Regions from separate parts of the Manis pentadactyla genome. Here region 1 is linked to region 2. The links are chromatin contacts, called in public Hi-C maps. All regions are on one chromosome and are shown on one strand. Each heading gives the region's core, a stretch centred on a gene start, on an enhancer-like site or on the middle of the called end of the contact. The rest is flanking DNA. Distances are from core to core; before and after follow the strand shown.

Region 1 (6,232 bases), core at 2,964-5,463, 140 kb before region 2:
TAAATCCATGGCCTTCAAGTCCTATCAAATATTTCATAAAACCTCTTTATAACCTAACCACAAAAATGGAGATTCACAGCCAAAGAGATCATGCTTCTTATGGTTTCTTATATTCCCCCTTTCTATTCCATTTTCACTGACTGAACTAGTAAGAAACTACTCACCTCTCCAGACTGCAAAAGCTCTCTAAATTGTTCTATTTTTCTTTCCGACCTATCTTGAATATTGTCACCAACTCATTTTCCTTCCTAACACTGCTTTCATGATACCATGCCTCAGTTCAATAATCTTCAATAGCTTCCCAACACAGTAATTCAGGATAAGGGTGCAAAATAATGAAGTACCTTTATGTTTTGCAAACAACATTTTTGGTTTCTTAATATAAATTACCAAAAGGAAAGGTAACTCTGGGTGGCACAGCACGGATAAAAGCAAGATGATAAAACCCTCATTCCTTAATTTGGCATTCAATACCCTTCAAAATCCAGATTTACGTTTTCAGTCTTAATTCACACTGATTTAGAACATGTCCAGAGACCAGCTCAATGTCACCCTTAATGATAATGTTTGCATTTCTCTCTACTCAATTTCTACCCAACATTTCCCTTGCATATCCTCAAAGCCTAGGATAACCAACCACCTTTCTTTTTTCCTACTTGAAGCCAAATGTCTCTTAGTGAAAAATGGTCATCAAGTGCGGGGGCTTCAGTCTCACTGAATTGCAATAGGGATGCTCCAAACACAACAGCAGACAGCAAAATTACAATTTTGTGAAAGAAATCAGAGTTTAATACAAAAAATAGAGTAAACGACACTGTTAAATACATAGGCCAGCACCAGGGATCTCCCATACTCAGTAACACAACCCTCTTCCAGGCAGGCTGGTCTATATTTGACCAGGCTCTGCACATTTCTCACTTTCTTTGTCTTTATTCACATCAGTCCTCTCAATCCTCTAATTCTTCAAAGCTATGTTTTTGCTCCAAAGTCACAATATAATTATTTAAGGAGTTATGTCTAAAATAAACATTATTTTTTTAAGTCAAACTTTTTACCATGGCCTGTTAGAGATCCCAAATGATCTAGGAGCCCTCTTCTCCCTTCTCACTGACAACCACTCTCCCACAAGCAGGCTTCTTACAAGATTCTCAAATACACAAATCTCTTTTCTGTCTCAGGGTTTTTGCCTCCTAGGAGTTGCTTCAAAATTTTTTATCTCTGCAGCTCAGATCTCACCTACTCAGAAAGGCCTTTCTCAGTGACAACTTACCTATAAAGGGCCCCACACACACATCCCAATTATTTTCCATGGTACCATCCTATTCTCCTGATAAGACTTACCACTATTTATAAAGTTTGTTCTTTATGTGCTTATTATCTGTAGTTCTCCCATAGGGAGCCAGGTGTCTTGTTTACTGCTATACCTTCATAGCCCAAAACAGTGCCTGTGTCCTTGTAGGTAAACAATCATCAGCTGAATGAACAAACTCTGTTAAATCTAGACTCAACTGAAATGGTTTAACTATCCATGACCACAATCACAGTGCCCTGCATTTACTAAAGAACTGAAGTTTCACAGTAGGTACTATCAATACATAATCAGGGAACTATGTAAAGATAGTCCCCTCAGTAGGCATTGTTCTCTCTACTTTGTCTTCCAAAGTTAGTATTCCAAAAGTCAAAATTCCAACAGAATGCTGTCACCTCCTGAATTCCTAGTGTTCAAAGAAAAGGAATCCTCTCTGTTTTCACGCAGCAATTCAAGATGACAAATTAGTATGCTTCTGTTACCTTTGAAAATTTCTCACTACTTTTTATTATTCTACCTCACCTTAGTTTCTCTCAAATGTGTGTTTTTGATTCAGAAAATGAAAGACTGAGTTATTCCTCATCTAGCATCTTTTAGAGCAGTGATTAGTGTTTTGAGTAATGCTTTGGGTACTTCACTATCAAAATGTTATTCAGAAATTTCACAATTGGTTTATTTTCACACCGTGGAGCAGGAATGGATTGAAGGAAAAAATTTCTTCTGTGATCTCAGATTCTTTTTTCATAAAACGAACCATTTCTAAAATCCAATAAGGCTAAGAGTTCTCGGCAGGCAGTTACGCTACCTGACTGTTGATGTTTTATACATTTAAAAAAGTCCTACTGCTACTAAGACACGTTATGTCGCAAAGTAACAAGCTACTTGTTAATAAACTAACAATTTCTCTAAGATGGATTCTCAATCTCTAACCTCAAACAATTTCGCAAGATGAAAAGGGTTAACAAAACAATATTCCTAAAAACATTATACTCAGGTAAATGTAAAGACTTGAAATTATTTACAGCCTATGCAGACTTGTTTCTGCAGTCCTAGAAAATACAACTTCTAAGAAATAGTATTTCTAACCAATACATGAAAACGTCGATTTCAAAACATTTCATTAAATCTCCTGGTAAATCGGATACAAGTTCAACTGGCCTATTCCTGACAAGGAATCTACAGGTTTCCCCTTAAGAATGTCAACTATCTTGCCTTTTTTTAATCTTATGATTCTTATGATGCATTAAGAGGCTAAACCTGTCCACACTAACAGCGATTCCTCACACTGCACATCTGAGTCCCTGGCAGAGCTGCGGCCCGTTGGAAATGCCCAGATGCCATTTCCCCCGGCTCCGTTTAGCTGACGGGGATTCGCCACATCACAACCAGGGTAAGCGGGGGAGGTGGCAGGACTTCTCCAGAACTCTCTCTTTCCCAGTTCGCCACGCGCCACACCACTGGAGGCGCTCTCTCTGCACTGCAGTTGGGTCAAAATGTGGACGTTTTCCACTGGGCCAGCTCCCCACCAGCGCAAGAGGGAGCAAGGGGGTGCGGGGTGGGGGAGGGAGGCGGGAGATGAAGCGCATGGGGGCTACCCAAGCCAGGCGAAGGGTGAAGAGGGGAGCCAGGGCTGAATGCAGGCAAACAGACGAGCAGCGAAACTGCGCCGTTTCCCTAGGAGCAATCCAGACGGGTGTTTGACAAAAGATGAGGGCTCCAAGGCCCGTCCATCCTCACCCTGGAACCAAGCCAGCCAATGAATCCACAACCCTAGGTCCCCGAAACACACCCAGCTCCTACCAGAGTTGGGTGCCTAACTTTGAGACCCAGTGGACTGCGGACTAGGGGGAAGAACCTGGGAGACGGCGGGGGGCACGTGTTCCCCGAAACCCAGACAATGAGGAACAAGCCCAGGCTTCCAGGGCCACCCCACCCTGCTCCCCACGGCTCCCACCAGGGGGGGCGCCTGCGCCCCGAGACCCACAGACAATGCCCGCTCCGGGGAGGAGAAGAGGGCTCCGCCCGAGGCTTCCGGGGCCGCACACAAAAGAGGGAGGGGCGGCGGGAGGGCGCGGCACTCACCCACGGAGCCGGAGGAGCCCCTGCGCTTGGGCGCGGCCGGCGTGGAGGGGGGCGCGGCGGGAGCCGGGGCGGGCGGGGTCCACACGGGCTCGGGCTGCGGGCTCACGCTGACCGGGGGCGGAGGCGGAGGCCGGGCCGGGGGCTCAGCGTCCTCGGGTTGCTTGGAGGTCGAGACTGCGGCCGCGGATGGGAAGGGTGGCGCGGGCCCCGTGGACGACGCCGGGCTCGGGTCCCACGACGGCTGCCGCTCCGAGGCGACCAGGGGCGCGGCCGGCAGGGGCCCCCGGGGCGCTGGGGGCACGAAGTCACTGCCGAAGTCCAGCAGGGGCGCGCGGGCGGCTGGGGCTGTGGGCGCTGGGGCCGCTGACAGCCCGGCGGCTGGCTTCCTCTCCAGCACCTCCAGCTCCTCCAGGTCCTCGTCCTCGTCGTCTTCCTCCTCCTCCTCCTCCTCCTCCTCGTCGTCGGGCTCCCTCACGAACTGGTACTTGAACGGCGGCTGGGGCCGCGGCGGGCTGTCGGAGGACGAGGAGACCAGAGGCGATGGGTCCGTGTCTTCCATGGCTGCCGGGTCGCAGGCGATGCTGCAGCGGCCCCCTCTGCGGGGCACGCTTCTCCTCGGGGCCGCTGTGGGGGCTGGGAGGACTGAGCGGCAGGGCCCAGCGAGCCGAGTGACCTGCAGCGGCGGCGGCTCCCGGAACAATGAGGCTGCTCCTCCGGCTCCGCGCCCGTGATGCGCCACCCGCCCCGTCCCCAGTTGCCGCCACCGCCCACCCAGCGAAGGAGAGGCCAGCAGACTCTCCGCCCAGTTTGGCGTGACTCACCCTCCCGACAGGGAGCGGCACGGACGGCGGGAGGGAGAGGACCAATCGGCTAAGGGACACAGACGATGGGCAACCAGCCGGCCCAACGGAAAGGGAAAGAGATGAACGTGGGTTGGGCTATTGCACTTCCTCTCTCTCACCGGCTGGGGTGGGCTCGGGGGGCGGGGCTTGGCGCTGGTAGCCCCACCCTCCACCTTGGACGCGGCTGGCCTGGCCGGGGGTCTCGGCCTAACCTGCAGCTGGGGGGTCCGTCTGCAGTTAGGGTACTGCGAAAGCGAGCGGGCGGGCTGCTTGCCTTGAGGGCTCCGAGAAGTGTCTGGCTCGAAACCACCGGAAGGGCGTTAACAGGGGGGTGGGGGTGGGGGGTGGGGATGGTAACTTTCCTCCCAGGAAAGGAAAAAACCCAGAGTGAAGAGAGGTACTAACAGGGCCATGAAGGAGGCCGTAAAGATTTAAGTATGCATTAAGTTTTAAAAGATTTTGAAACAAAAGATTACATTTTTTTTCAAACGTAAATTCTCAGACCATCTCATCACTACTACCTTCACCACCTTAAAAAAAAATAAATTGGTCTTGGACAATTTTAGGATCACTCTCAGTCTAAAACTACAGCCTCTGAATGAGGTAGGCAACTCCACTGGGCTGGATATAATCTGAGGACTGGGGTTGTCTATTTGAAAGTCCACTCATGTCCTTCCAGGAGGGTTTTAGGATCTGCCTGCCCCTGGACTCTTTAAGTGGTAGAAGGATGAGTCACCCAAAGAGAGGGAGAGGAGGGAGAAAAGTGGGAACAACGATGCCTTGGAAGGCAAATTCGATTCACATTACATTTCAGTCACCTTAGGTTCATGAGTCAACACTTCAGATGATTCAGGCCTTCTGGGAGTCAGGAAGCCCAATATTCATTTCTTTGATAGGTTGGAGTGAGCGTGATCCCCATTCTACTTTTTCCAAAACTGGAGAGAGGGTTTAAAGAAAGTGTTTACAGACATGTGTCAGCACCCAGAGATTTAGAAAGCTCCTTTATCTCTCTGATAAACCTTTCCAAAATATTTGCTAATCTCCAGCCCTGGAGAGAGGAGAATAAACTGCTTTCAAACTGCTCACCATCTAGGCCTGCACAGTTCAAATACCTTAGTCACTGGCAACTTGTAGTTATTGAGCACTTGAAATGTGACTAGTTTGAAATGAGATGTGCTGTAATTTTAAAACACACACTAGACTTGAGAGTACAAAAAAAATGTTCAGTTTTGTAAGTCATATTTTGGATATATTGGAACAAGTATAAGATACGTCACCTTTTACTTTTAATTTTTTAATGCATTTTCTAGAAAATTTTAAATACATATATGCCTCACATTATATTTGTATTGGATAGCGCTAATCTAAATGATTGCCACAGGGAGTCACTGGTTATTTAAGCAAATTCTCAAATCAATTAATATTATCCTAGCGTTAATTTGGGTATTAAAAAGGACATGTGCAGGTTGGGGGAGGAGGTAGGGGAGATGAATAGGTGGAACACAGATTTTTAGGGCAGTGAAACTATTCTGTATAATACTGTACTGGTGAGTACGTGACATTATGCATTTGGCAAAACCATACAACTGTATAACACAAAGAGCTATCCCTAATGTAAACTGTGGACTTTAGTTAATAATATATTGATATTCATCAGTTTTAACAAATGTACCACAGCAGTGCAAGATGTGAGTAATAAGGGAAGCTGGTTGGGAAGAATAGCATGTAAATGTATGAGAACTTTGCTTTCTGTTCAAGTTTTCTGTAAATCTAAAACTGCTCTAGGAAATTAATTTTTTTTTTTTAAGAAAGGATAGGTAGAACAAGATTCCCTGGCAATGTTACCTGATCAGGTTAATTATTAATACATTCAAGACCTGCAGTACCAATCCTTTGAGTCTGTTTTTCTTTTGGGGGTGGGGCAGGGATTGGGAAGAGTAATGAGAGGTTATTAGCATAGAATTTTGTGATGGGAGGTTTAATACCAAATTAAAAATTT
Region 2 (5,955 bases), core at 1,924-4,423:
GTGTGGCCTCAGTATTCCTGTGTTGTTAACAGCCTCACTTACAGGCACTAGGCTTAACTATGAATGAGATAGAAGCCATTAAAGGGCTGTGTGTAGAGGAGTGACAGCTGACTTACATTTTTAAAGAATTGCTCTTGCTGCTCTGTGAAAATAAAGCCAAGATTTGCTGAGGATTAGATGTGGGTATGAGAGAGCAGTCAAGGATGACAATAAAGTTTTTAGCCTTAGTAATTGGAAAGATGGGAGATGGGAAAGGCAATTCCATGAGATCAGGAGTTTGGAGCTTGCCTATTAAGATGTTGAGTACACAGCTAGATATGTGAAGCTGGAGCTCAGGTGGGTAGTCTGAGTTAAAGTCTGTAAGTCATCTGCACATAAATGGTACACAAAAGTTATAAGACAGAATGAAAATTACCTGGAAAAAATAAACAAAGCAGAGGTCCAAGTATTGGACCTTGGGGGTACTCCAAAGTTTAGAGGTCTGGTAGATCAAGAGGAAGAAGTATTAAGAGCCTGGAAAAGAGTGTCCAAGGAGGTAGAAGTGAGAAGTGCATGCTGAAGTCTGCTGAACAAAGTGTTTATAAGAAGGAAGTGATCAATTGTGTCAAAGGTTGCTGACAGACTGTGAGTAAAATTGCAATATTTTCAGAATCTCTTGCCTGGCCTTAGTGCATCGCCACATCAATAGGTGTTTCCAAGGGGTGGAGCAAAGTAGTCTATTTCCATATCAATAGGTGATTACGGGGCAACAACGGTTTGGATAAAGTGAAGGTTCCTATGGCCAAGATTCTCACCTGGCCCTGGTTGGCTGGCTCACTACTCACGTGTGGGCAATACGTTGTTATTGACTCTATATAAAGAGCTCCGCCCAGTGCTCTGGACGACATGGTGGCATGGCTGCAAGCCTGCAGGAGAGAAAAGACGAGACTGGAGTGGTGGCAGCACCAAGGTCAGAGACTGACATGGTTGTGGGGGCAGAGGCCCAGAGGCAGAGACCAGCTTGCTGCATGCAGACTCTCTGAGTGGATGGGATTCTAGTGACTGACCTGCCACTGTGGGAATAAAGTTGGGTATAAACCCTTTCATCCCAAGAACGTTCCACTGTCATTTCTTTGGCCTCGTTGAATCCATAGTGAACTTGTCCGGGGCTGAAACCCACTGGCAAGGCAAATGGTGTATCTGGACCGGAGAGGTTGGATGTGTCCCTTTTTTGCAGCCAGGTGGTGAGAGACACGGGTAAGCAAAAGTGGACGACTGCTTGTGAGCAATAAACCGGTTTCTCCCACTTTATTTCTCCCTTTGACCAATTTCCGTTTGAAAGGTAATTTGCCCCAGGTTGGGAAAAAGATTTTCCCCCTGGAATTAACACAAATCAAGTACTACATAACCACTAAATCTAGCACAAGTGCTATTTCACTGATACATTTGGTGGGGACAAAGCTTGACAGACGTAGGTTCAGTCAATAGAAAGGGAAGGATTGGTGACAATGCATATAGACAACTCCTTCAAGGAGTTTGATTGTAAAGGTGACTAGTAGGCAGATTATGGGAGGAAAAGTATTCCTGGAAAAGAAATGGACTCTTCAGAAAGGCCAAAGCATGAGATAGCATAACTCAGAAATTTCCATTAGCTCAGTTATTAAAGTGTAAAGCAAGTAATAGGTTGGCAGGTTAGGCTGTAAGAGAGGCAGAGGCTAACTATCATACTAGGGAACTTGGATTTTATCCTGAAGGTGAAGTAGAATACAGGAGACCCTGAACAACACAGGGTTATGGGTGCCAATCCCAACACAGTCAGAAATCTGGGTGTAATTTCTGACTTCCCTAAAACTTAACTAGTAGTAGCCTATTGGTGACCAGAAGGTCAATTAACACATATTTTGTCTACGTGTTACAACAAAGTAATCTTACAATAAGGTAGAGAAAAAAAGGTTTTTCACCAAGGTCCCCCAAAATTTCCAATATATTGACTGGAAACAAAATCTACTTGTAAGTGTACCCCCAAAGTTCAAATTCTTGTTGTTCAAGGGTCAACTGTAATGGCATAATTATTTTTAATTTTTAGAATATTTTGGAAGCAAAAGTGAAGGTGGGTTGGAAAAAGATAAAGATACAAGTTAGATACTGAACCTTTCCACAAGAAAATTAAGGAGTGCCTACATCTGAGAATGGTGATGCTGAGGGGAGAGCACAGATAGATAAACAGAGGAGACATTAGGAGGGTACATTATACAGGATTCCGTCGTTTGTGCAGCGGAGAAAGGCCAGATAGGGAGGGCGCAACTCGCTTCTAACGGCCCGCGTTCACCACCACTCCCAACGTCCAAACTTGTAAATTCTATAGCCAAATAAACATTCCACCACTCTTTCCCGTATGGCTTCATTTTAAAATCTGAAAACTGAGATTTTCAACACCAAGCTCAGAACCTTCCTTAGGCTAGGAGAAACTCGAGGGTTGACGGCAAGAAGAGGCCACAGGGCGAGAAAAGGAGGAATCAAAGGTTTTGAAGGTACCACCTTTTTTTCAGTTTGCCTAGTTGCTACGGGAATTTCCTCCTCTCGGAAGCCCACCGAGCGTCGGGTGGTAGACCGCAGGCGCTCCGCCCCTCGCCGTCTAGGTACACGAGAGAACCTAGTCCCGTCTCCTGCCCCGTAACGTTCCTCCTATCATTTCCGACCCGTTTCTACCTTCCTCTAAGCCTTTACGCCGCTTCAGCCTTCCTCCCTCCTCACCTCAATCCCTTCCTCCAAACTCCGGAACCTGTGCTTGGAGACAGTAACTAGGGAACCGGAGGCCCGGAACTGCATCTTGGGACAAGTAGTCTCGGCTAAGGAAAGCAGCGGAAAACTACCATGCCCAGAAGACGCTTCCATTTCTTCCCTTTTCCTGCGTGAGGCGCCCCTCAACCATACCGCCTTTTAAAGACCCTTTTAGCCACGTTGACTGTATGGGGCAAGTCTTTTAAATACATTTTCAAGTTGTAAGTCTACTACCTCAAGAGCATTCTGCAGGTTAAAGTGAGAAGCCCGGGTTAGAGAGAAGAGAAAGGAGGCTCACGACTGGGTCTGGCATACAGCTAGACAGCCGCTGTGGCGACCGCCAGGCATCGGCATGGCCACCTGGGAGGCGGGGCCTCGGGCGAGGGCGCGGGGAAACCCTGTGGGCCTGCGCGGCGCTCTTCCTTTCCGAGCCGCCATCTGCGGTGAGTGTGTTCGCCGAGGCCGCGTGCCGTACGGCGGCGCGTCCGTCTCCTCATCCGTGTCCCCAGGTCTAACCGGGCCTTGCTTTTTCCTCAACCTCAGGTGGAGCCGCCGCCAAGATGCAGATTTTCGTGAAAACCCTCACAGGGAAGACCATCACTCTCGAGGTACCGGCCAGGGGGTTTGAGGAAGCCAAGGCCTGAGTGAGGGCCTGAGGTGGATTTCGGGTCCGGCTCTGCTTGCGGCCTTGGAAAGTGCCTCTGAGTCTGCCATCTGAAACCTGGCCCGAAGCCGGGCGTTGTTTGCCGAGCGGGTCCTACGGCTGGTTCCCGATGCTCGAAGCCAGGACTTGGGCTTCCGGTGGTTCCGGCCGGGTAGCCGGCGCAGGGGGGCCAGCGGCCGGGAAGCGCTGCTCCCCGCCGGGCGGACGCGAGCACGCGCGCCGGCCCCGAGCGGGTGAGGACATGCTCCCCAGCTCAGCCCCGGGAGGTTGCCTGCCCGCCGGCTGAGTGATCGGCTCTGGTGGGTGGGCTTCAGTGGTGACCTCCAAATTGAAGTGAGCTAGTTTCTCAGTGTGTTACCAGTGCATTTTCTTTTTAAAACTTAATAGGTTGAACCTTCGGATACAATAGAAAATGTAAAGGCCAAGATCCAGGATAAGGAAGGCAAGTAATTTTTTCTAGTTCAGAAAATTAATTTGTAGACGTTCGACCCTTCTGTAAATAACCTCGTATCTGCTCTTTGTGGGGTGGGCACGGTTCTCACAGACAGAATTAATTCATTTGAGTAACAAGAGACAAAAAAAAAAAGTTTATGAGCGTGGAGCTAAGCAGTCGTGCGTTTCAAATGTGTGAATTTGTTCAACTATTAGCAACACCTGTTTCTTCATCAAAATGAAAACTAACAGGTATTAAGTGTTCTTGATATTAAGGTGAAATACATAAACATTTAAAACTACACCTAACCTGTAGAAAGAACTCAGTAACAACTATTTAGTACTGTTTGTTTCAGGGTTACTTTGTAAATCTCCAGCAGATAAACTTGTTCTGCTGCCCTTAATTGTTTGTTTTCACTAGGAATTCCTCCTGATCAGCAAAGACTGATCTTTGCTGGCAAACAGCTGGAAGATGGACGTACTTTGTCTGACTACAACATTCAAAAGGTCTGTTTGGAAGAAAGAGCGTTTTAAATAAAAGTATTTTGGAAACTTTGACCAATATGCAAAAGTGGGGGAAATAGTATTAGATTAGCAGCATATTCCCAGGTGACTCCTACACAAACTTTTGAGAAACAGTTTCTCTCATTCTAGATTTTGCAGAGTGCATCCGCTGGTGTAATTTGATGTGTTCTTTAATCTCCCAGTAAAATAGTAATTAAGAGTCAGACTACCCCCAAGGTTCTATTTATGTAATTGTGTATTTCCTATCCCATCCAATTATAAGATGCCTGATGCTACTTAACAGTTCTTACTGAAGTGTAAGCTTAATCATTTTTAAAGCCTGCTTGTTCCTCTTACATTAATTAATAGGAGTCCACTCTTCATCTTGTACTGAGACTGCGTGGTGGTGCTAAGAAAAGAAAGAAGAAGTCTTACACCACTCCCAAAAAGAATAAACATAAGAGAAAGAAGGTTAAGCTGGCTGTTCTGAAATATTATAAGGTGAACCTGCATATTAAAATTTTTACCTATAATGTTTTATTTGCATCTCTGGTTTCAAACTCTCTTCAATATAGACGTTTTGCTCTTTTCCTCCCTGCTTAATTAGTATTTGAACAAGTTTTATATAATGAGGTTCCCTTATAACTGGTTCCAACTAAGGTTCTGATTTTGAAGTCAGATCTGAGTTTCAGGTCTTAGCTCCATCCACCACTTTAATGAACTCTGAACTTTTTTTGTTACTGTAATTACTTGTAAGGCTTTGGGGTGCTTTGGTTTAGAAGTATTAAAAATTACCAGTGTTGTGTGAATAAAATGTTAAACATTTTGAGTTACTTAGATTGCAGAATGTCTTCTAAAATTATCTTAACAGCAGGTTTGTTCTTTTTAGGTGGATGAGAATGGCAAAATTAGTCGTCTTCGCCGGGAGTGCCCTTCAGATGAATGTGGTGCTGGAGTTTTTATGGCCAGCCACTTTGACAGACATTATTGTGGCAAATGTTGTCTAACCTATTGCTTCAACAAACCGGAAGACAAATAATTGTATATGGGTTAATAAAAGACATGAACTAACATTAATTGTTGGAGTTTATTCCAGTGATTTATTAAGAGTGGCTTTTATCATTAAATTGATCACTTTTAATAAACACTCTAAACTTTGGCAGGAGAATTCTATTTAATGTCAGCTGTCTAGATATCAACCAGTTTTGTGTTTGATTTTTACATCAGTACTATTTTGGACCAGATAATTCTTTGTTGTGTGGGTTCCCTGTGCATCATAGGATGGTGAATGGCATCCCTGGCTTTTACCCACTTGATTGCAGTAGCATAGAGCCCCACCCTAAAACGAAAAAGGGTAATCCAGACATTGCCAAATGACCTTTGGTGAAGAACTGGCCCCTTAGTTTGAGATTTGTATGAATTGGTGTTAAGAGGCTACATAACTTATTTGTTATGTAAAAAATTTAAAGGCTAAGCTTTGTCAGTTCAGAAACATGGTGAGTCCCTGGCTGGTTTGGCTGGTATGTTTGCCATCTAGTACAAGGGAACATAATTGTCAATGTCAAGAACTCAATTTTTTTTTTTTTTTTTTTTAA

What was found. A called contact is a pair of places that touch in the nucleus more often than the background predicts.
Region 1: a Hi-C map of fibroblasts shows a contact between it and region 2, with 4 times the contacts expected there. The contact joins the promoter of RTN4 here to the promoter of RPS27A in region 2. A contact is called at or near these places in 2 of 3 Hi-C or Micro-C datasets (fibroblasts and skin fibroblasts).

The regions. Positions count from the first base shown.
Region 1 is chr2:190,112,426-190,118,657 of mManPen7.hap1, reverse strand. RTN4 (reticulon 4) reads right to left here and starts at 4,213. Exons shown (of 9, transcript XM_036925959.2): 1 at 3,392-4,213. The coding sequence starts at 3,950.
Region 2 is chr2:189,970,960-189,976,914 of mManPen7.hap1, reverse strand. It overlaps RPS27A (ribosomal protein S27a), which reads left to right and starts at 3,173. Exons shown (of 5, transcript XM_057497198.1): 1 at 3,173-3,368; 2 at 3,812-3,866; 3 at 4,278-4,363; 4 at 4,730-4,861; 5 at 5,250-5,433. The coding sequence starts at 3,321. The coding sequence ends at 5,399. CLHC1 (clathrin heavy chain linker domain containing 1) reads right to left here and starts at 3,062. Exons shown (of 13, transcript XM_057497199.1): 1 at 2,734-3,062; 2 at 795-905.